Linked DNA regions of Mus musculus: regions 2, 3, 4, 5, 6 and 7 are each linked to region 1. The links are chromatin contacts, called in public HiCAR-type, HiChIP or PLAC-seq and promoter capture Hi-C maps. All regions are on one chromosome and are shown on one strand. The core of a region is the stretch at or near the end of the contact, and the rest is flanking DNA. Distances in the headings are between cores, read along the strand shown.

Region 1 (3,185 bases), core at 303-2,802:
AAGATGCAAGCTCTGCTGGGACCTGGTAGAAAACCACAGCCTCCGGCAAAGTAGGCTCCCTCCTGAGTGGTTAGTGCCTCCAGAAAAAAATGCCTAGGTCCCCAAGACTGTTAGTCCCTCTCTACCTTCCTAGTGTCTGAACACCTTAATCAGTGAGGGAGGTGCCTGAACACACCAGACTCAGGGCCACAGGCCCCGAGTGGCGGAAGTAGCTGGGAGCTGTCCATGGTGGCGCCGAGCCTGGGCACGCGGAGCAGCCTATTCCCCGCCCGCGGGCGCGCCTTAGGGTCCCTCTCCAGACCGCGGAGATGGAAATGACTCCCTGGCTCACGGTCTCCTGGACAGGCTTCAGCCAAGCCGTGGCTCTCACATCAAAAGCTTGGTTTTAAAGAGAAGGTCTTACCTGTGGGCAGAGTTGGCTGCTCGGAGCAGGACTGAGAACCTCAGACCTGGGGCGGGTAGAGTGTCCAGTCTTGGGGAACACCGGCACAACGCTCGGTCAAGAGCACAAGGATTCTCTGGGGTTCATTCCGAGATGTCACCGAACCAGAGCGGAGAGCTTGAGAACCGTGGACAACTCAGTCTTGTGCCTTATGGAGACCTTGGTTTTTCTGTCAATCTAGCGAGACCCTTCTTGCAGATGCTGTCTGTTGCCAGGGGCCACCAAATGTCCCTGCAGCGCTGCCAGGCTTAGTGTTTGTTTAAATAACAGCAGAGGCCACCGAGGTCGTCTAACATCAGATCATCTCCTCCAGCCCGGTGCCAGCGTATCACTGGGAGGGCAGAGGCAGGTTAGGGAACCCAGGAGACCTTGCCTACGTGGTAGCGACAAGGTACAGTCTTGCGAAGCTCACCATTAGCCACACGGTAAGCGCGTTCCCTGCACCGGGCTCCTTGCGAGACCTGCCTAGGGGCCATCTCTCTTCGATTAGACACTGTTGTTTGTGTGAACATCTGGTGCCATTCACAGGGGCACAAACTAAGCAAAACAGAAATCCACCTCCCGTCGAATACATTCCTGGACGATGGTGTCCCCAACACCTGACATTTGTAAAGATTTCAGAGACGAAGGACCGTGGCGGAGGCGTGTGCCCACCAATATATTCATGGATAGGCAGGCAGGCAGACAGACAGACAGACAGACAGACAGACAGTGGTAGACAGCATAGAATAATAGGCTGGACAATCAGACTGATGGAGGGCAACGTTCTACCTAACAGAGGGGAGAATGTGGGATCCGGTCTCTCCTCTCCTCCCCATAGCTTAACCCAAGCAGCCCTCGCGCCCTAGCTCCGGTCCTCTTACCTCAGGTTGATGACCGAGACCCTGCCACGCCTCGGGGATCTGGAGTGCAGCATCCCGTAGTCTAGTATCTGATCCCACGCGTTGAGCTCCTGAGCGTAAGCAAGTGGGACGGGAGCTGGCGGAAAGTGGGGTGCAGATTCCGACCTCACTCGGCACAGTGCTCCAGCAGCACCAGACCACTGCCACTCAGCGCAGAAGGCGCTCCTCGCTCGACTCCGCGCGCTCACTGGCTTAGTAGCTAGCTCGGAGCTGCCAGCCCGAGCCGACGCTTTTTATAGTCGCCTTCCGGGCCTGACTCCTCCCCACCAGAGCCCCCGGCGCCCGCACTCATCCCGTCCCCCCTGTCCCACCCCTGTCTCTGGGCAGCGTCCTCCCACTCACCGCGGTGGGCGGCCTGCGGGGCTGGACCCGGGCGGGCTCTGGCGGCCGCTCCGGGAGCCGCAGACCTGAGCCCGAGAGCCGCCGCCGGGACAAGCCGTGGCCACCAGGTGAGGGCGCTGGAGCCTAGGACGAAAGCTGCGGACCTCCGAGGGCTTAGTGATGGAAGCGCAGCTTGTATCCAGTGGCCTCCCCAAGGGACAGTCAGCCAGAAAAAAGAGATTTTGACAGAGTCGCCACCACTCTACGTTCAGGCTGTTAGATTTCAAACCCGTAACACTTTTTGTAAGCCAACATAGCAACAGAATCCAGGATCGCCTAGGTCTAGAGGTCTCTTAGAGAAGATCTTGTTTTGAAAGCTAGGGAGATGACCGCTAAGATGTTTACAGGTTTGAAAAAACAGAGTTCAGTTCCCAGAATCCTCATAAAAATGCCTTGGGTGGGCAATAGCCCTAATTTGTAATTCCAGAGCTGGGGAGGTGGAGACAGGTGGCTTGTTGGGGCTTGCTGGCCAGTCCGGGTAAAATAGAGATACCCGGTCTCAAAAACAAATAACACTCCAAGCAGCTTGACCTCTGTCTTAGGGGACACACACATACACACACACACACACACGGATAGTAGAGTTACTTCTTCACATGTGTCAGTTTTCTGCACATGCCAGTTACTTGACCATAAACAAGGGACTTCACCATTGGGCTCCCATGAGCCTGGAGAGAGGATTTCAGTGAGATTTTGTGGGTACTAAGTCATAGTAAGTGTTTGCTATCCTGCATGTAGTCTGTGCCTGGACAGGACAATGTTCTCAAGGATCAAAACAAGACAGTGCCACCAGTGAGTTATCCTCTGCCATAGGAATAAGTAAGCCCACCCAGAGCATCTAGCATCTCCTCAACACTGGGTGCCCTGAGCACCAGCTACCTATCCACTCTGACCCTGGCAAAAAGGGTGAAAGGTGCTGGGGATTTTTTTTTCCATTTCATTTTAATTCTAAGATGACAGCTTTGGTTGCAATTCTATATGCTGTCCCTCTTTGAGACTTATTGCTCAGCTCCCTCCTCTGGTTAATGAGAGTTCTCAAGTACACATTTCTTCCTGCCTGCCAATGTCCTATGCTCACTGCTGTGCGAGAGGGTCTTCATTCTAGGCAGTGCCCACCAGCTTTAGGAATCTCAGTGCAGGCTTTAGGGCCAGTCTATGGCAGAGACTTTGGAAGCCCCTGTCTAGGTCCTCTGGGCAGCAGCCTTTGGGCCATGTGTTGGAACCAGGGAAGCACAGCACTCCACCCCAGATCTTCTCTAGAAAGCTGGAACCAAAGATCAAGAGTCTCAGTTTGCCTTTGAACTCCAAGCATACCATCAACGGGGTCTGGTAGCAAGCTTCCTTTCTTTGCTCTCCCTTTCTAGCAGAATAAAACTGAGACCTACCTCCTTATAAAGTGCCTATCCAGTCCTTGCAGTACACATACTTGCTGAATCCCTTTCTTAAGGAACCCATTCCCC
Region 2 (3,185 bases), core at 492-2,991, 500 kb before region 1:
ATACTTTTATTTAAATTTATTGCACACTTCAAAATAGCCAGAAATTGGGATTTTCTAATGTTCCTAACACAAGGAAATGCTAAATACTTCAGACCACAGGTTTGCTCATTAGTCTAATTTGGCTCTGTTTACACTTTATTGTATATCACCATAATACACAATACCTTTAAATATGTACAATCTTGTGTCAATTAAAAATAATTTAAAGTTAACATTATTTTAAAATTCATTTTCTCAATAGCCACAGTAACATATTAAAACAAATGTAAGGAGAGAATTAAGAGTTCTCTTTTGCCTCTCACCAGTTTTTACTTGTGGCCAATAGAAGGAGTTATTGCTATAATAAATTAAAAGAAAAATAAATGAAAAATAAATGAACAAATGAATGAGACCCTCTCCCATTCCCACACTTTGTGGTTGTCTGTGCCTTCCTTCTGCTCTGTTGTCTGGGGCACTGCCCTGACCTCTGCTCATGTAGAGTTCTTAATGTGGGCAAGACAGAGTGTTCAGCAGAGCTGAGCCATGCTTTCTAGCACTGCATTAGCCTGCTCAGCTACACACAAGTGTGTTAACTCCCTGCAAGCAGCCAGGGCTCTGGGTGTTCACTAGCAAACAGGTTTGTAATTCCCAAGTGCACCAAAGGCCTTGGCCGGGGATAAGATGTTTGGCTAAAAAGCCAGTGTACAGCTAACAAAGGAAACATGCAGGCGATAAGGGAATGGGCCCCATTTGGCCTTTGTATGGGCAAGATGCCACATTTTCTAAAGCTATACATTTTTTGACCTCCAACATACATGGATTTCCAGAGTCTTGTTTTCTAAGCATTTCTGAGAGAGAGAGAGAGAGAGAGAGAGAGAGAGAGAGAGAGAGAGAGAGAGAGAGAGAGAGAGAGAGAGAGAAACGAGAACCATGTATAGAGGATAGAAGAGGTTCCCTGGAGCTTGAGTTAGAGGTGGTTAGTGGGCTGAACTTAGGTCCTCTGCAAGAGTAGCAAATTCTTTTAATTTATGGGACATTTCTCCAGCCCTGAGATGAAAATAAAATAATATGAAATAAATAAAAATCTTAATTTTTCTCAAACTCAGCTTTATGGGTCATTATGCATACTGATATGTCCATACTTAATACATGTAAGACTAGAACTAAAGTAATCCCGTTTTTTGTTACTAGAACATGGAAGTCTTGAAGGTTGAAACATCATTATTTCTAGAGTTTACTGGTTTCTAAGCATTTGTTAGGTAGCAGGTAGGTAGGTAGCAGGGAAAACATGGGTGGTACTGAGACAACTGTGGCAACATGTAAATGGTTAATGCTTGAAAGTAGCCAGAGGTTCATGGTACTGTGATGTCAACATTTCTGTAAGCTTGACATCTTTCAAAGTACAAAATCAAAAAGATGTAGAGGGAGAAAAGAATAGAGTGCTATTGTCTGTGCCTGGATAGGCAGTGCACTTGCTGTCTCTAAGTCTCTTCTGGAGAGACCCACCACACCCTGCCTCCTATGCTCCTAAAGTGTTTAGCAACTGCCAGCTGTAGTCAGATGTAGAGGAGTTTGCAAGTCTTTGAGCCCTGTCTGGGCACAAGAGATTACTGATGGACTTTAGGAAGAACCAAGACAGCCCTAGGCTACTGGGCCACGCCTCCAACTGTCCCGATCTTAGCCAATCAATGTGAACACACCCACCTCACTGTTACATATGTATGACCCTGGCTGCCCTCCTGGTTTTTCTGCCCTGAGCACCAGATGCAGGCAGACATTTGCTCCTGTTTCTGAAGGAGGAGAGCAGGTCAACTCTGCAGGCCTCTTTCAGACAGCTCATTTGGAACAGAACCCTGCCTGCAAAATCAAGGCTTTCCAATTCCCTGGCTATCCCTAGGGACCATTGGCTACAGACCAGGCCTCATGAAAACCTCAAAGGCATCCCAGCGCTACAGAAGCATTCGGAGAAACGCCAGCCAGTGTTATCTCTACCAGGACTCCCTGCTTCTTGGGTGAGTGCCTTGCTGGGTTCTCCAGTGCAGAAACTTACTTCTCTGGGGTCATGAGGAACTGGGGTGGCGACCACAGCAATGCTCAGAGAGGAAGACAGTTGCAAGCTCCCAGCTCCAAAGCCTGTATCCTGCACTTATTTTGTTGCCTGCCAATTCCACACATGGGCTTCATCTGCTTCTCCCTGCTTCCTCAATTGCTAGCGTCGGAAGAGAGCAGACAAGCCATCTGCTGCCTCTGATAAATCAGGTGTCTGCTGGAAAACGCTTCTGAGCACGGGGATGTGGGCGGGGATGAGAACTGAACGTCTTAGGTGTGTTTCGGGAAGATTTTCTGTTAAATACTGAAACCTCCTCTAACTCTAGAGAAATTTTCCTTTGAGGAAATAAAAGACTTCCTGATCAAAATGAGAGGAAATGTGTTCTTTTGCAAAAGCCATAGGTTACTCATCTCCTTAAAAAAATATTGAGTTACATATTTAGAATTACTATGGAAGAAAGTCCCTGTTAAATGTTGAAAAATTGTTCTACACAGTAGCTATGCCCTAAGGAGTTTGCCCAATGCAGTCATTTAACGCATTTTGTTGTTGTTGTTGTTGTTGTTGTTGTTTGTAAAAACCACTGCCTGCCTCACCTCTTATCTTGTGTTTAAAATGAACACAACAGAGAGGCATCTCCAGGCAACACAGGCCACATGTTTGTTTCTTTTACCTTTAGAGTGGGAGAAAGAGGAATTGTGTCTCCAAGCTTTGCTCCTCACCTCAGTGAGCCTATAGATGACATTGTGTCCCTTCTCAAAACTACTGTTCCTCAAAAATGGAATCAAATGTGGGAATTCCTCTTCTCCTCTCTCCTTTGCTGTCGTTTGCCATGAGAACTTATTCCTTTTCACTGACCACTGAAGTAATAGAATCTACAAATGAGTTTCTAAGGACTGCTGACATTACCAAATTCTGTCAGTCTATGGACACAAACACACACACACACACACACACACACTACAGATGACCCTGGGACAGTGAGATGCAGAAGTTACACAAGAAAGATGCCCTTTGCTGAAAGCAATTCTGTAATCAGATTTCCTCCATGATTCCCCTTTTCCACCCAGTAACTCCGATGACAGCTTTAATGCTGATGAAACGGGAGACAGCAGTGATCCGGAACAAATCTTCCAGAATATACAGTTTCAGAAAGATC
Region 3 (3,185 bases), core at 274-2,773, 470 kb after region 1:
GAGAGAGGGAAGAGAGAGGGGGACAAGTTTTGTCCTGTGTTCTGGTGGTAGAAACTACCTTCTGTGCCTCTGGAACCAAGTCAAGGAAACCAAACCACTGAGTTGTCAATGTCTTGGAAAGTTGCTGCATTAGCAACTAGAGCGCCAGGGTTCTGGTTCCCTGAGGGGACATAAGGAGATTCTTGATCAGGTCTCTTGCTCTGCCTGAGTCTGGTTCTCTTAAACTCTAAAACAGCCTCGATGCATTGAATTTTGATTGTTTCTAGTTCTATATGAAAAGACAGATGATTTGTAAACAAGGCCCACATTACTTTTGCAATGACAGTGAAGGATGGGTGAACTGGTTGGCCCTGCTGCCATTTAACAGTTGTAAAGTTTAAGGAGGAATGGTCAAGATCTCAATGTATGGAAACAAATGAAAGATGGTCTTGAAGCAAGAAGTACCTCTTCTCTAACTTGCAAACCTTTAGCTTTTGCCAATTACAGGAATGCGGAATCTCAGTAGAGCTCTGCAGAAAGGATCCGATTAATTTAGGGAAAGTACTATTAAAAAACAGCGTGCTTTTGCCCTGTGTCTAGTATGAGCAAAGCCAGAAAAAATATGTTCTATAGAGTATGGTAGGGCCTTGGAGAATGGAAACACTGCCTTCAAAGTTCTTTAATGAAAGCTGAGATAAACACAGAATTAAAAAACATATCATCTTGGTTCTAAGTGGATGAATAAACAGAAAGATTGAATTTACCATTTCTTTCTGAGACATAAACTTTAATGACAATATTTTGGAAGATGCCAGAAAGATCCAGGAACATATACAAAAGGGCCCCTAGAAATGAAGACTTAAGTGATGGTCCTCTTCTTTCTCTGAAGGACTGAAGATATAGAAGTTTGCTTCAGTAGCCCATAGTTCCCTAAACAAAAATCCAGAGGAAAGAGCTATGAAACCCCAGTAATGGAACCATCAAAGGGAGAAGAGCCATCTACTGCCTTAGGTAAAGAGAAGTTGCTCTTGGAGCAGAGCAGGAACTGTGGCTAACTCCTAGTCCTGCTGTGACTTGATGTGTCAGGGTGGGTTGGTATCCAGGAGGACCTCCCCCTTCTCAGAGGAGAAGGAGAGAGAGGATGGGAGGAGAAGGGGCCTGCAATCAAGATGCAATGTGAATAAATAAATTCATTAATGGAAAAAGTAGAAAAAAAGAGAGGTTGCTTTAAACTCCTAATGCTGTGAGTTCTGGGACAGGTCTGAATTCAGCCATCCTGAAAGCCCAGCTACTGTCCCAGCAATGTAGCCCAAATGGGTAAGCAGATGGATGGAGCGATGACATTAGGAGTCGTGGGAGAGGGCTGAAGAAGATTAGGATCCCCAACCTTACACTGAAGGAATTATGTGGATGTGTCTGGAGCTAACTTCCTAGTTGTTTTGTGAGTTTTTCCAGGCCAGCCTTTGTCTTCAAGGGACACTCCATCTGGAAGTGATTAGCCCTTTGGTCATAAATACGTACCCTGTGGTGCTTTAGTCATAAGCCAAATATTCAAAATAGGTACCCTAGCAGAGCAGCTTAATAGAAGTACTAGCAGGAAATATGTTGTTGTTGCTTTAGGACCCATGAGGAGAAACATGTCTAGTAGATGTACAACCCCAGTGTTTCCAGAAAAAGAATGCGTGACCCTGATCCAGAGTTGTTTCAAGGGTAGCCCATGATCCTTGCAGGATGATAGTCAGCTTTATGAATTTGGACTTGACCTACCTACTGGGACTTAATCCAACTCATTGCCAGGAAACACTCAGGACAAACATTACATATGGTTGTTTAGTTTGAGATTTTCACTCAATTTTGACCATTTAATTTTTTCCCCTGGAAAAGCATTATTGTTGATGTTTTCCTGTGTCTTGGTTGAGTTTTACACAGAATCAGCTCATTAGGGTTTTTATCTATCTATCTATCTATCTATCTATCTATCTATCTATCTATCTATCTATCTATCTATCTATCTATGGAGAGAGAGAGAGATAGCTCATTTCCTTCCTAGGGGTGTGTATTTGGTTCTTCTCTTCTAGAGTAAACTTATCTCAAGTTTGTCTAGATTCAGACTTTAACAAAGAACCTGCTGATGGGCTTGTTTTTAATTTGGTTGGTTTGCTTTATCAGTTATTAGCTACCACTCTTAACTCTGCTAATCTTATCTTCCAGATGCCCTTGGTGCTGTTTGTGTACCTTCTTTGGTTGAGTATTTGGTTCACTGCATTCGTTTCCTCTTGTTCTCTGGTGAACATCACGATTTTGTCTCTGAGTATAGTAAACAGCTGTCACTCATCTTGCCCAATGGGTTTTACTATATCCTAGTCTCATAGAGTGATTTTCTAAATATTCTGTAATTACACTCTATCATTAACCCAATAATTATTTTAATGACATTTGAATCATAAAGCTATCAGTTTGTTCATTTGTTTAATTCTTTCTGGTTAGAATGGCTGCCCATACAATTTAAATTTTTTAGAATTTATATATATGTTTGTGAATATTCTTTGTAAATGTATATTAAATCATTGTTCTGTGGGCATCTGAACAGAATGAATAATCTCTACAAGCAATGATAATGTCCTTTAGCAGGAAGAAAAGATGGCGTGGCAGACACCTAGCATGTTTCTCCATCTCTAGAAGATTAAAACAAAAGGCACAGGTATGGGCAGAGGAGGGTGGTATAGAAAGATGCTGAAGAGCAACTGGTAGACAAAGACCAGGTAAAACCCAGAATGGACTTACAATTTTTCTAAGAAACAATAAACTTTAACATAGGCCATTTAGCAACACTATAGGGAAGAGTTGAGATCCTCTCAGTAGAGCTTTAAGCAAAATATCTCTGAAGGTATACTTTGCAAAAATACAGCACTCCAAACCAAAAAAGCAAAAAACAAAAAAACCAACCCAGTTTAATACAAGGACCTGATATGTATGCACCAGTCAGATGCAAATGGGATGATTGGCATTATTTTTTGGTTTGTTCAGTGGTACTGGGGCAAAGAGCCATCCTAAAGAGCCTTATCATCGAACCACAAAGGCTTCTGCATTTTTATATATTCAAGTCTGCTTAAATGAGAAATGATCCCTAATAGGCTCAGACATTTAAATTCCTGGTCCTGTGTGGTGTCACAGTTTGGGTAGGTTATGGGAATTTTAGTCAGTGG
Region 4 (3,185 bases), core at 354-2,853, 440 kb after region 1:
TCTCAAGGCTTACCTTAAAAGACTGTGGGTTAGAAACCCAGCCCATAGGCTGTCAATACTGTCGCCTGCCTTTCATTTCTGTATGAATAGGAGAGGAGTTTTGTTTTGTTTTTTTTTTTGTTTTTTTAACAGTTTAACCCTCACAACACACCTAAAATAAAGATATAATTTTATCCACATTTAGAGATAGGAAGCCTGAGACTTTGAGGGAAGAGTATAGAGATGGCATGTTCTTAGGCAAGTAGCAGAACCAAATTAAGAATTCATGACAATTATCAAGTTTTCACCTTTGGCTTTTCATGGCCCTGGAGGCCTTTTTTCCCCAACGACCTTCACTCTCCGGCACAGTGAGATCTCCACAGAGTAGAGCCTACCAACTGTCCATATCAAGCTAGACTTTGAAAGACGGTTGATTATCTCTGCAGGGATCAGGTGGGGGTGTACAATATGGCATGCCTGAAAGCTTATGGCTTTCCTGAAAGCCTGCTCACATCACATCATGTCTCTTTCCCTCACCCCACTTTGCTTCAAATGCCACTGTCTTGACTCACTCTGGCTTCTCTCTGGGCTACTCCAGTCATACCTCTGACATCTTCACAGCTCAGCTCTGAATCATTTCCAACAAGCTTGCTCTCTGCCTCTGTCTCCCTTCCCTCTCCCTGCTGTTTTCCTGACTGCATTCATGTCTTTTTATCAGGCAGAATAATTCATTCCACTTGAACCTTCAGCTCCCCTCCTCACACTCCCTGAGATTGAAGTCCAAGATGTAGGCACCCCACACCTCACATGCTAAGAACTCATCTTCTTGAAAAGGTAACAAAGGATTGGTGAATAGGGTACTCCCCACACCATGCCCTCTCCCTCACACTCCGCTCCTCCTCTTCATGGAGTAGTCACAAGATTTCAAGCAGGTAGAAGCAGCATTGCATGCCCTTTTTAAGTATAAGGGAAGAGAGTTGTTGGGCTGATATTCTGCCTTGATGGATCTCCTCTTGTTGGGTCTTTCCCCCTCCTCTGCACTATTGACTCTTAGGGACCGAAAGCAGTTAAGTTCTCTAGTCTTTCCTTGCTAGCTAAATATTCTGAGTCCACGGCTTGACAGAACCTCAGGAGGCATTAACCCAGGGAAGATGCTACTTAGCTACTCAATGACACTTTGCATTTCTGTGTGACAGAGTACCAGGTAAACAGAAACTATGAAGCAAGGACTTGGAAGGCTAGAGCACAGGTTCTGGTATTTGGAACTGAAGTCTTGAGACCTGGGGTATGCTTCTCTCTGCCTCTATTTTGTCATCTGCAAAACAGGTACAATTTGCCACCCACTCTTCTGTCCCGTAAGCTGATAGTTGATGTGCCCAGAATGCGTAGGAGTGAGCACTGCACACATAAGTCTGGTCCAGCAGGCAGCAGTCATCTCTTTCCCTTGATTCTCTCCATTTCAGGCTGGATCATCCATCAGCTCTCCCAAAGTACAAAGAGAAAGGACAGGCTGTCACCAATGTCTGCTTCTCTCTGCTGTCTTGCCTTCTGAGAGTAAAAGCATGCATCAGCCAGGATGCTGCGGCCCTGAAGCCCACAGAATGGGCAGGAGGAGGAGCTGACCCTACAATGGCCATGCTGTGTCATTGGCAGAGGCAGAGAGCCCAGAACAGAGGCATAAACAGCACCTTGGGCTAAACAACAGCCAACAGCTGGGAATTTGCCAAAGCTTCCCTCAAAAGCTGCCCCCTCCACCCATCCAGGGATAAAGAAAGGAAAGTCAGCACTAACAGGAAGCTCTCAGAACAGCCTCAACCCCAGTACAGTGTAAAAAATGAGACCAAGGCAGCAAGTGACTGGCCCAAATCCATGCCTGGATGGAAGATTATCTAATATGTAGCCACCAAGTGGCTCCCGAGCTAGAAACCAGAGTTTTTTTCTGAGATGGGTGTCTCATCCTTTCTCTATAGGGCTACTGCAGCTGGTCTGTGCTCCAGCAAGGCTAAACAGGAGTGAAATCCAAAGTTGAGCTTTCCTAGGAGTCAGAGCCTCATCCATCCTCTGAAAACAGCATCTGGACTTTTACGCTCTCAACTCAGACAAGCCTCCAATGATACAGAATCAAGCTGGTATTTCTGCTTTTTAAGTTTACCCAGCTAATGGGTAGACAGAACAGGGGTGTATCAGCAAACACGTCACATGACAGAAGAGCAGGAAAGTTCGTGAAGCAAGGCAAGTGCAATGGAAGCAGGTGGAAGAGAATGATCATGTAGAAGAGAACCATCATGGAGGTCACAAATCATTGAGTGAGGCAGGGAGCCGGCTGGGTAGACGCTGCAGAGAGTGGAGGAAGAGCACAGTCTGAGTAGAAGCCCCAGGGGGTAGGACAAAATGGAATACAGGGAAATTGCTTGCGAGCTGTCAGGAGTGCAGAAGCATGAACGAGGGAGGGACATCAGAGAAGAGGTTAGAGAAAGATCTGGAGATCTTTTAAGATGCTCTAAGCAATTTAGAATGTGGTGAAAAGCACTGCTGACCTCTGTGCAAAGCAGTGGTGTTCCCTGACTTGGGCACTAAAGGGAATATCTTCTGTGTGTAAAACTGATTGCCTTCAAATGGTATTCATAGGAGAGGCAGGAAACACAGAGGACAAGAGAGAACACTAAAAAGGACTCCAGGTCTGGAGACAAGGTGGTATTGTCTTCCTGAACTGCATTACAAGTGGCAGAGTGGTCTCTCTGAATATGCTCCTTTTGTGGCTACAAGGTTGGGATAGATTGGAAGCATAGACACCCAGTTCTCTTTCTGTAGGGCCAGGAAGTCAGGAACCTGCCACCTGGAAGGAACCCAGAAAACAGTAGCCAACCCCATGCCAAAGCTGAAATTCCACACAACCTCTTTGAAGCAATGACTATGCTCGAGAACATTAACACCTACCCTGGGGTGACAGCAAGGGACTCTTCATCTGTAGCATTGACAGTTCATGTAGGGTAAATACTCCCCCATGACTATAATAATAGTTCGTGTAAGGTAAATACTGATGTTTGAGCTGCCAGTCGTTTAAAGGACTCCTGAGGGGCTGGAGATTAGCTCAGTTGGTAGAGTGCTTGCCTAGCATTTACGAAACCCTGGCTTTGATCCGAAGCACCACATAAACCTGGGCACGGTAGCACATTCCTGTAATCCCAACACTTGGGAGGTAGATG
Region 5 (3,185 bases), core at 292-2,791, 350 kb after region 1:
AGTGCATATCTAGTGACTTTTCTGTGATTGGGTTACCTCACTAAGGATGACATCCTTCAGATACATCCATCAAATAGTCTTCTTAATGTCTACTAACTTCTTGAAGCACAAGGGAGTAACAGCTCTGGGTGAATGCTGTGGGGGCAGAAGTACACCTACCTGCACAGATAGGTCTTTCCTTCTTTTGATAAAGGAAACTACAAGGACAGAGATACTTTGAAATGATGGTTCTGTAACAACAGAGAAAACTTGTCCAACCCCTGACATCTGTTACGTACAGTATCTGTCACTCACAGTGACAGTGCTGAACACTAAACCATGCAGCACAGAGACCGAGGAAGGGAAGCCAATTGGGAACATTTTTCAACACTACAATTTTTTCAAGGCTCTTGAAGAACCTTGGTATGAAAACTTAATGGATTCAAGGGCCTAGAGGAAAGTGAAGGTCTGGTTTTTAAAATTACATTTTGACATGAAAATGAAATAAAGCCCTTGGAGTGGTGGATTGAGTGATTCAGGCTCCACAGATGTCCTCTCTGCATGGGTGGTAAGTCCTTTTCCCTCCCCAGGAGCCAGGCTAACAGCAGAACCAGTTGTGCCCCTCACTCCTGCTGGGAAGAAGCCTTCTCCAAAGCAGCAGTGTCCTGCTCAGAGACACTTAACCCAGGATTCTGGACACAATCAGAAATATTGGTGAACATCCTATAGTGCATAACACAGATCCTAAAAGCTGGCCTTGTGAACTGTTGGCTAATGGTCACTTTAATCATGGGTGTGCAACTTAATACTTTCAACACTTTGGATGCTGTGGTAGTTTAATATGGTTTCTGCAACTATTGTAGGCACTTCCAGGCATGAAGGGAACTACATTGAGAACAACCCAGCCAGCATTCTGTCAAGTTAACAATGTACTTGTTTTACAACTAGCAATTCCACTCCCAGATACATATCCTGAAGAAACGATTATAAAAGGGCACCAGGAGCAAGTACACAGTTCTCTCTAGTCATTTAAGACCTAGACATCACAAACACATAACCTTTACCAACAGGCAAACGATGATTGAAGTTTGATAGAACCACTTTAAAATAAGTATTCAGCGGTGAATGTGAATAAATTATGCATTTGGGTATATCTTACACGTCTAGCAGTAAGACATACAGTAACCTCTTCCTTCTCTGATCTGTACCTATGGCTATCCTCTGCTGAGAAGCCCTTGTCATCTAAACTACACTGGCTGTTTGCTGTGAAGCCAGCATGCATTAGACAGAGAGCAGGGAGCTTTATTTTTGGGCCTTCCACAAGGAAAGTTGGCTTCTGGAACTCTCAAGAAACAGACTGATGTTTACAGCAGAGAGAATGTAAGCCTTCCTTGATATATAGCCATGTCCTCAAGCAAGCTGAGGCTGGGTCATTGTCTTTTAAGTGCCATAGCATCAGGCTGGATCAATATGTGATCTGACTTAAAGCCATACCTGGCTGAGGAAAATTAATGAAGACGTTGAGTCAGGGCTCATAACTCTGCCTCCCACGTGGTGCAGTGGGAGCCCCACCCAACAGAGGAGGCTGTTCTAGAAAGTCCAGGTGACCTTTTGCCCATGCCAGCTCACTAGACCTTGAACTTGACTTTTCAACAACAAAATAAGCAACCACCACTCACAAAAGTCTGCCTAAGCCTCTGCAATACTGTATTTAGAGGTGTAAGCTATCACACCTGTCTTAAATTTTACTTTTTAATTTTATAATTATTCATGTAGCAACTGTGTGTGTTTACAAAGGACCAGGTGGCCCTTCAATACAAGTAGCATACACTCAATGGTCATATCAGGGTAACAAACAAACCCACTACCCTACATACTTATTTCTTTGTGTTGGAAATATTTGAAATCCTTCCTGCTGGCTATTTTGAAATACTATTGTGCTTAGAACATTGGGAGTTGTTGAATTGCCCCCGATAACATTTACAGTCCTCTCCGAATCCCTTCTCCATTCCAACCCAGATAGGACTAAACATACCTTAACCTTTAATCATAAACTTTACCTTAGATACATATGAACATTGGGTTTTTATTCTTTGTATTTGGTTCATTTCTCTAACATAATTTCCTCCAGACTCGACAAATGATTAAGTTCTTATACCAGGACTGTGTGCAGTCATTGCCCAAAATTAAGCTTAAAATGATGTAAATCTGAGTATTCTGTGTCAGAAACAAGGGGGCTGAGAGGGATGAAGTGGAAGGTTTCTAAAGGAGAAACCAAGGTCGCACTCAAATCAGTGGTAATGAACATCTTGTTTTACAAGATATGAGCTTTGAGAATCAGGAAAGTAAGGGAACAAACTAAACATTTCTGCTATAATGATTCAACATCAAGGCATTTTTCTATTGGACAAAGACTAATAGAAACTGCCTATTCATGATATTAATGTGAGGAAAAGCCCATGTTTCTCATTTGATATCAATGCTATTGTCTCAGTCTTAATTTTATTTTATTCTTTTAGTCAAAAGTAGAAGATGATTTGTTCCATGTGGGGAAAGAAACAAAGATATCAACAACAAAATAAACAAACACCACTCACAAAAGTCTGACCAAGCCTCTAAAATACTGTATCTATAGATGTGAGCTGTCATGTCTGTCTTAAATTGTACTTTTTAATTTTCTAATTAACATATAGTAACTGTGTGTATTTACAAAGGACCAGGTGACCCTTCAATAAATGTAGTATACTCTCACTAGTCAGATCAGGTCGTCTCAGGTCATACCAGCCCCCACCCACCCCAAGTCTGTCTTCAGAGTCCTGTTAGGGTAAGGTTTATAGAAGAAGGCAAAGACTGGTGAAATGACTCAGTGGGTGCTTGAATCTAAGCTTGATGATCTGAGTTCAAACTCTGCGACTCACATGGTGGAAGGAGAAAACTGACTCCCATAAGTTGTACTATGACTTCCACATGTGTTCCCAGGCACTCGGGTCTCCCCGCCAGCCACACATTCACATTCAAACACACGGACCATGTGAAAATAGAAGTCTAGTCAAGGTATGGGTCCTCCTCAGGTGGCCCCTAACAGTTGTGATTTAGACTTTAAAACTGGAAATGAAATTCTGGTGAGTTGTTCTGCTGCATGTGTGTGGGTTGGCTAGTCTTATGCTGTCAACTTGATACACAGATTAGAGGTATCTGAAAGAAGA
Region 6 (3,185 bases), core at 506-3,005, 320 kb after region 1:
ATTTCTAAGTATCAGAATAGGTTGAAAGTGCTTCAGTGGTTTAAAAAAAAAAACACAAAAATGACACAGCCGTGTTTCCAAGCCAGCTATCTACCCACTCAGTGTTCCAGACAGAGACTCCATGTCGCCTCTTCTAGGACTGCCTGTTTCAGTTAGTGAGCCTCCTTGACGGGAATTAGAAAGGTTCATCACCTCCTTGTCCCCACAGGCACTTGCCTCTGTCTATTCTGGCTTTCCTCAATTGCCTTTACCTCAAATCTAATGAAGGCCAGATCTCATACTTTGTCTGCCTCCTGGTATTTTCCTTCTCCTCTGTTCAGGCCACTACAGCTAAGTCTGACCTGCAGCACCTGCCTCTTCTCCACGCAGTTCCTGCTTCTCGTCTTCCTATCTTCTGTATCACCTCACCACAGCTGACAAATCAACCTTACAGGAAAGCAGTGATCATGTGGCTCCTCCGTTCAGTACTACTTAAAACTCTCTTTTGATGTAGGAAGAGGAAGCCACAGTCCATGTCTTCCATGGCCCTTTGGACCTAGCCACATCCATGCAACTCAATGTCAGGTCCCTCTGTTTCCTCTCACACCTTACTCACTGGCTTCCAGTGTATGCTTAGAGCATGGCCATCATGACTTCATGACTTATGCCTGTAATGCCTCTCAGTCTGTGTGTCTGCGTTTTCAAACTGTATCTTCTACAAGTTCAGGCTAAAGTGTCCAGAGTCCCCTCAACCTTCCCCGACCAACATGGACAAAGGGGATCTTCCACTCATAACTTACTCTGAAGACATTCTTCTTTCATAAGCACTCTGGTAGTTCACTCCACCTGATCTGGGGCCACACCCAACACAAGACCTCTTCCACTGAGCTTTCCCGGGGTCTAAGCTATTTGACCGTCCCTGCCTCAATCTACAGGGACCTATGATTCTCCAGAACCAAAGCATACAACACAAAACCTAAAACTTGGGAGCGGGAAGGCAGTCACATGTCTATCCTCTCAGCCTTGCATGATAGACAGGGAACTTTGCCAATGACAATAGGGCTCCCCCGCCACATTTCAACAGGAGCCTAACACTCCCACTCATTCCTGAACTCCTTCCATTTTTTTTCTAATCTGACGGCATAAGTCCAAGGGTCACAGGCTGTACCTTCAGCGACATCAGACAATCGGAGAGGGATAGGGCTGCTGAAGGCCATTATTACCAGTTAGGCTTTTCCTGTCCAGAAAGGACTGGGACATATACACTGGCCAGGTGTAAACCCCGCCAAAGACCAGCGTGGGGGAGGCGGGGCCGATAGGCGAAAGAGTCCCAGGAGTTCTGCCCTGTTGAATCCCCGCTTCAAACTTTTCTCTCGCTCAGCGCGACACCTGGCATCCGCTGGCCCCTGTGGCTCTGGAGCCCGCGGGCGAGCATCTAGTTACACGCAGCAGCGGCGGGCGCCGTCAGGACCAGGTTGAGCACCATTCGAGAACGAGGATGCCACGGCCGGTGCTGATGCTGCCGGGCAGCGGCCACTCCCCACCCCGGGGCTGCGCGTCTCAGGCTCGGCCAGAGGCTGGGCCGCTACTCACCCGGAGGGTTGACGGCGGCCGGGGTTGCCATCTTGCCGGGAAGGGACCGGAGCGCCGGGCGGGGGCGGGGGCGGGGACGGGGACCCGGCGCGGGCCAGCGCCGCCGCGGCCGCGCCACACAAAGGAAGGTGCGGGCGGTGCTCCCCGCGCTCCCGCGCTCTCAGAGCGCCCCGCGCTCCTGCCCGCGCTGCTCCCCGCGCCCCGCGCGCTCCCCGTTCCTCTGCGCGCACCCGCGCTCCTCCTTTCCCGGGCCTCCTCCGGGTTCAGCCTTTGTGGTGCGGCTGGGGTGCCGGGCCCGCGGCTCCCGGGTCCGAGCCGTAGCACCGCGAGACTTGGGGCAGCGGGCAGCGGGCAGCGGGACCCTCCTCGGGTCCGCGCAGGTGCCCAGGTTAGAGGCCTCGGCGCACTCCCTATCCGCCCTAGTAGGGTCCCCAGGTATCAGGGACACATCGCCGAGAGGCGCTGTCCCCTCGCGGAGGAGCGGGTGAGCAAAGGACCCATTTGGATGCAGAGGACAACCGGCCTAAGAAACAAAGGCGTCCCAGTGCAACCACTTAGCATGCCAGGGCCGCGCCACTGAGCTCCCGGGCACCCTGGCTAGGGCTGCAGAAGAGGGCCTAAGGGGAGGCACCCAGAAATGCCCAAGGCCACCGTCCCTCCAAGGCACTGGCACACAGCTCCAGCACAGAGTTTGGCTCAGGAATGGAGAGAAGCCAGGGAGGTTTTGAGGACAGTGTCTAGCTCTGCCTTCTTGAGGACATGGCCACTGTCAGCATTTATTAGAGTCCTCTCGAGGGCCTTATTCACACCTCCATACTGAGGTTTTAAGAAGATTTCTAATGGTTTCATCTGCGTATGCTGGTAAAATAAGAGCACGGGATACTTGAAGAGTGGTTTTTCCAGGCAGCCACTGGGATTCCTGGAGGTGATATTCCACAGTAGATGCCCTGATTAGGTGAGATTGGAAGGCTGGTCACACCCCAGGCCAGAATTAAAGGCACTGTGCCTTCTAACACTGATAACATCTGCAAAAAATACCACACTATTTCCAAAGAAGCATGCATGAAATAGGATAGGGAAATGATGATTGGAGTATGTTTTTAAACCATCATTGTCTTTGGAAAAGCGTTTGTCTCTACTGCCCTAATAATAAATCAATTGGACAAACACTGAAAATTCTGAATTCCCGGCACAGACCTGGGTGTTGAGCATACAGGATTGACCTCCTTCAGGGCTGCAGGGCTTCCTGGATAGGAGAGAGCTGGAAGGAAGGACACAAGAGACCACCTGAGTTGGGGCAGCCGCTCTTTGAAGCTTAAACAGAGCCCCTGAAATGTGGTCACTGCTGAGCAAAAGGGACAGAAAGAAGATGACATTGAAAGTCACCTTTGAAGAAATGACTAGAATACAGGGAAGACATTTCAAAGGAAAAAATACACACTGTGCATTTACTTAAGGGGCAGGGGTGGCGGGTGGGTGGGGAGGGGAGGCCCAGACAGAAATGAGGAGAGATGTAGGTTGGAATTTGAAACTCAGCAGGTGTCTAAGTAGAAGGGTCCTGATGTCCAGCCACAAACCAAGTGAGACTCGGTCTCTCTTCTATAGTCCCCCAA
Region 7 (3,185 bases), core at 504-3,003, 290 kb before region 1:
AAGTAAGGTAGGCTCAGCGATCTGCGTGTCTCTGCCTCCCCAGTGCTGGGATAACAATTGTGTGCCACCACAAGCTACAAGTCTAAGCAGATACTCCCATGCTCTGAAGCTGAGCGTCTCTACCTCAAAATGGTGAAGGTGTTCCTGCCCATCGGGGCGATGGTCTGCACAGCACTCACACCACAGGGTATCTCTAAGTCATCACTAAGCTGCGCTTTAACTTCATCTGGGCTCATACACAGGCTCAGGTCTCCTCTCATAAACTTGCCAGCTTCCTCCCCCAGGACTTGGTCAGGATTCACAATGATCACTTTATCGCCATAGTGGACATATCCATCTTCCGATACCGAAAGCTGCATCTACAATTTTAATAGGAATTTTCCAATAAGCTACTCAATTCCTTAGCTGCTGGGGTCAAGATCCCTCCCAGGTGTATCTCCTTTCCTTCTCAGACTAGATCCATTTCAGTAAGGCCTCCCTTCCTCAGATCCTTGGTTAGCATCCTTCAAGCTCTTGATGACCCCCAAACAAGATCATGCGAAGCTGTTGGACTCTACATAGTTTACCGTTGTCAATTTATTCAATTCAATGTTATTAAACGTTTTTTTTTGCACAGCAGCTGAAAGGCACTTTACTTGTAAAAGCATTAATCCACCCCTTTATTAGAAAATGCAAACAATTAAGTAAACATAATTAAGGACAGACTTCCCTTAATCTAAATTCTAAATTTCTTAACCTAATCTTAACCCTTAATCTAAATTTCTAAAATCTAGAGGAATTTTAACACTATACTTTTTTATTAATTTTTTTAAAAGTTTCTAAATGGTTACTTTGTTCATAGAAATTTTCTTTGCCTAACTCACACTTAACTAGGCAGAATTTTGAAATTGGCATTGGAATTTGACATTACCGGTCTCAAAATGTTCTTCTTCACTCTTCTGTTTCTCTGAATAAGAAGTTCTCCTTTTTCCCTCTTCTCTAGGAAGTGTCTCATGCGCTCCTGGGGATGCAGAGACCGAGAAAAGGGGAGTCAGGGACAGAGCTGTTGCAGAGCACAGGTACTGATAGCTTTTTCCTCAGAAGCACTTCAAGTTCAAAGACAGTTCAAGGACACAAAAGGAAACGTGATCGCTCTGGGGATGGCAAAAATGTCAGTAGGCAGCACGTCATGGGGGCAGAGGCAGGGGCGGGGAGCAGGAGATGAAAAGAGAAATGCATAAGGAAGGGAAGGATAGGACCCCTGTGCTTATCTCGTCCAGAAACAATCAGGAGTGATATATAGGAGGTCAGCAGTCTCTACTGGGGTCCTCCTGACTTGGGTGAGAATGTGAAAAGCCCAGGCCTCTCCATATGTTTGTAACCCAGAACCTTTCCAGGACCTGAGAGTGTCACAAACCTAGTGAGGGCCAGAGGGCCCGGGAGGCGGCAAGCTGTTCTTGCTCTGGGTTCAGGAAATGTGGAGCGGGACATTCAGTGAGCATGGGTGCTCAGAGACAGCAGGTGAACTACCTCGGGTAGCAAAGGTGCACAGGGGGGGTGGGGGCAGTAGATGAAGATGGGTGATAGGATGCTAAATGCTCAGCAGAGAGAGAACATGCAGGATAGCAGGATAGGGTCTGGGATCCTAGGGATGCGAGAGGACAGGAGTCTGCGCACCTCCTCCAAATAGACATCTTCGTTCCAGTTGCCCATCCGCACTCCAGGACCATACACGTTCTGCGCCATCGCCCCTTGCTCTCTTGAAAGCCAGCTCCAGCCTCCACTGACACTCAGAGTTAGCGTGCTTCGTTGCCATGACGACCAGGCAGTTGCCAGTTGCCAGTTGGTCAAGATCTCTTTGGCTGGCCAATAAGTGACAGCATACTAGACCCACGCCCCCTCCAGCTCGCCCTGCCCCTCCCACCACTGCCACTGTCTCAGATGACTAGCACTCAAAGCAGATCTGGGAAACCCCTGACGGGGGACACTGTTCCAAATGTTCCCTAGGCGGAGAAATTTTTGAAACTTTTTTTCTGTTGTTTTTTGGGGGAGAGTTTGGTTTTTAAGTTAGGGTCTGGATACATACCCTAGGCTGGCCTTGAACTTATGATGTAACACAGTCAGGTCTTGCGCTGGAGATCTTCTTGACTCACAGGTGTGCAGCCTACAACTGGCATAAAATATTGAGTTGTTCTTGTTGATGTTTGGTTTTGTATTTTGTTTGTTTGTTTGTCTTGTTTGCTTTTTAAACTAAAATCTAAGTTAAAGTGCTGTGGAACCCGAGTGCCCCTAGCTTTTCTGTGGAAGCTTGGTTCAACTCCAGCCTATTTTCCTAATCACTGTCAGCAGCAATTTCACAAAACATCACCCCTTTACTGTAGACGCTGGAAAACCTAAACACAAAAAGAGGGGCATTGCCGAAACCTCACAGCTTCCAAAGGAAGAAACTACTGTGTTAGCATATATTAATGTGTATATCTATTTCTGTGACAGTCTGTATTTTCACAAATTTTATAGCAACCCTCCCTTCCCATGTCCAAACACAAAGACAAACCTGCAATTTACAGGCACTCCTGATATTAAAAAAAAATTTTTTTTAATTTAAAAAAGTTTGTGTAGCCAACATTTCCTAAAGAGGATATTGTGTTATGAGTGGGGTGAACAGGCAGTTAGGTAGTACCACCTGCTGCTGGCTGCTGGCTGCTGGCTGCTAGCTGAATACATTCATTAATCAGTCCCCCAGTGTGCAGAGTCTCCCACCCCAAGCAAGAAGTGGAAGGTGAGAGCCAAACCCAGTCTATCAAGGGAAGCCAGATGCTGAAAACAAATTACTTCAGAAGACTGTAATACACACAGGTCACTGAAGATGTGATGAAAGACAGACTGGGAGAGCTGATGGATGAATCATTCCTGTCATGGGGACTATGAGAATGACAACTGAGCAAAACCTGGGGTAGTGGGGAGGTGTCCTTGTCGACCTGGAAGGACCTGAGCCGGAGGCTGAAGCATAAGACACAAAAGTAGGAATATTCTGCTCCTCTCTGGCTCCACTGCCTGCCCCTCCAGCACCACACACACTCTCAGGTGCTTCTGAAGGTGCTAAGTCAGGCATTCTGTTGGATCAGACAGGAGTCACTCAGAATATGTGATAGACTGGAGACCGACTCAGAGAAGCTAGCAGCATCCCTAGGTTCAAACTGCTAAAC

What was found. Promoter capture Hi-C pulls out the DNA fragments that hold promoters and counts their contacts. HiChIP or PLAC-seq counts read pairs in DNA pulled down with a chosen protein or histone mark. HiCAR-type assays count read pairs that join an accessible place to other places.
Region 2: a contact with region 1 is called in a promoter capture Hi-C map of hippocampal neurons, with 3 times the contacts expected there. The contact joins the promoter of Tmc3 here to the promoter of Cemip in region 1. A contact is called at or near these places in 3 of 39 promoter capture datasets (the C10 cell line, hippocampal neurons and stem cell-derived epiblast-like cells) and 1 of 484 Hi-C or Micro-C datasets (embryonic stem cells).
Region 3: a contact with region 1 is called in a promoter capture Hi-C map of the SN4741 cell line, with 2.8 times the contacts expected there. The contact joins the enhancer-like site here to the promoter of Cemip in region 1. A contact is called at or near these places in 4 of 39 promoter capture datasets (the SN4741 cell line, hippocampal neurons and liver) and 1 of 484 Hi-C or Micro-C datasets (embryonic fibroblasts).
Region 4: a contact with region 1 is called in a CTCF HiChIP or PLAC-seq map of the NIH/3T3 cell line, with 6 read pairs. The contact joins the enhancer-like site here to the promoter of Cemip in region 1. A contact is called at or near these places in 11 of 39 promoter capture datasets (the 3T3-L1 cell line, 3T3-L1-derived adipocytes, cranial neural crest and 5 more), 1 of 15 datasets of contacts at CTCF or cohesin (the NIH/3T3 cell line), 2 of 484 Hi-C or Micro-C datasets (embryonic fibroblasts and embryonic stem cells) and 1 of 115 datasets of contacts at active chromatin or transcription factors (pancreatic cancer cells).
Region 5: a HiCAR-type map of kidney shows a contact between it and region 1, with 4 times the contacts expected there. The contact joins the enhancer-like site here to the promoter of Cemip in region 1. A contact is called at or near these places in 18 of 39 promoter capture datasets (the 3T3-L1 cell line, 3T3-L1-derived adipocytes, the C10 cell line and 9 more), 2 of 15 datasets of contacts at CTCF or cohesin (the NIH/3T3 cell line and embryonic stem cells), 32 of 484 Hi-C or Micro-C datasets (the AtT-20 cell line, the HL-1 cell line, MC3T3-E1-derived osteoblasts and 20 more), 4 of 115 datasets of contacts at active chromatin or transcription factors (astrocytes, embryonic stem cells, kidney and 1 more) and 1 of 9 other capture datasets (embryonic stem cells).
Region 6: a HiCAR-type map of kidney shows a contact between it and region 1, with 2.8 times the contacts expected there. The contact joins the promoter of Arnt2 here to the promoter of Cemip in region 1. A contact is called at or near these places in 8 of 39 promoter capture datasets (the 3T3-L1 cell line, the C10 cell line, the SN4741 cell line and 4 more), 2 of 15 datasets of contacts at CTCF or cohesin (the NIH/3T3 cell line and stem cell-derived epiblast-like cells), 5 of 484 Hi-C or Micro-C datasets (embryonic fibroblasts, embryonic stem cells and uterus), 5 of 115 datasets of contacts at active chromatin or transcription factors (craniofacial prominence, embryonic forebrain, embryonic stem cells and 2 more) and 2 of 9 other capture datasets (embryonic stem cells and liver).
Region 7: a contact with region 1 is called in a promoter capture Hi-C map of stem cell-derived epiblast-like cells, with 3 times the contacts expected there. The contact joins the promoter of Cfap161 here to the promoter of Cemip in region 1. A contact is called at or near these places in 6 of 39 promoter capture datasets (the 3T3-L1 cell line, cranial neural crest, embryonic stem cells and 1 more), 4 of 484 Hi-C or Micro-C datasets (the HL-1 cell line, embryonic stem cells, myocytes and 1 more) and 1 of 115 datasets of contacts at active chromatin or transcription factors (bone marrow-derived macrophages).

The regions. Positions count from the first base shown.
Region 1 is chr7:84,084,953-84,088,137 of GRCm38.p6, forward strand. Cemip (cell migration inducing protein, hyaluronan binding) reads right to left here and starts at 1,553. Exons shown (of 29, transcript NM_030728.4): 1 at 1,306-1,553.
Region 2 is chr7:83,583,190-83,586,374 of GRCm38.p6, forward strand. Tmc3 (transmembrane channel-like gene family 3) reads left to right here and starts at 1,742. Exons shown (of 23, transcript NM_177695.4): 1 at 1,742-1,991; 2 at 3,097-3,185. The coding sequence starts at 1,903.
Region 3 is chr7:84,556,073-84,559,257 of GRCm38.p6, forward strand. All of the region lies in intron 1 of Gm2115 (predicted gene 2115), which reads left to right. Among named protein-coding and RNA genes, the nearest start is that of Gm2115, 29 kb to the left of the region's middle. Within about 2 kb of position 1,524, at least 28 of the 459 cell types and tissues checked have an H3K27ac peak or open chromatin away from gene starts, as enhancers often do. A contact at or near this core is called in the SN4741 cell line and embryonic fibroblasts, where this site is marked.
Region 4 is chr7:84,520,953-84,524,137 of GRCm38.p6, forward strand. No RefSeq gene overlaps it. Among named protein-coding and RNA genes, the nearest start is that of Gm2115, 6.4 kb to the right of the region's middle. Within about 2 kb of position 1,604, at least 54 of the 459 cell types and tissues checked have an H3K27ac peak or open chromatin away from gene starts, as enhancers often do. A contact at or near this core is called in the NIH/3T3 cell line, embryonic fibroblasts, hippocampal neurons and 1 more, where this site is marked.
Region 5 is chr7:84,433,525-84,436,709 of GRCm38.p6, forward strand. The region is part of intron 1 of Gm31284 (a long non-coding RNA gene); the gene reads left to right. Among named protein-coding and RNA genes, the nearest start is that of Gm31284, 4.8 kb to the left of the region's middle. Within about 2 kb of position 1,542, at least 3 of the 459 cell types and tissues checked have an H3K27ac peak or open chromatin away from gene starts, as enhancers often do. A contact at or near this core is called in kidney, where this site is marked.
Region 6 is chr7:84,408,283-84,411,467 of GRCm38.p6, forward strand. It overlaps Arnt2 (aryl hydrocarbon receptor nuclear translocator 2), which reads right to left and starts at 1,756. Exons shown (of 19, transcript NM_007488.3): 1 at 1,573-1,756. The coding sequence starts at 1,603.
Region 7 is chr7:83,793,086-83,796,270 of GRCm38.p6, forward strand. It overlaps Cfap161 (cilia and flagella associated protein 161), which reads right to left and starts at 1,754. Exons shown (of 7, transcript NM_029335.3): 1 at 1,657-1,754; 2 at 911-1,000; 3 at 124-359. The coding sequence starts at 1,725.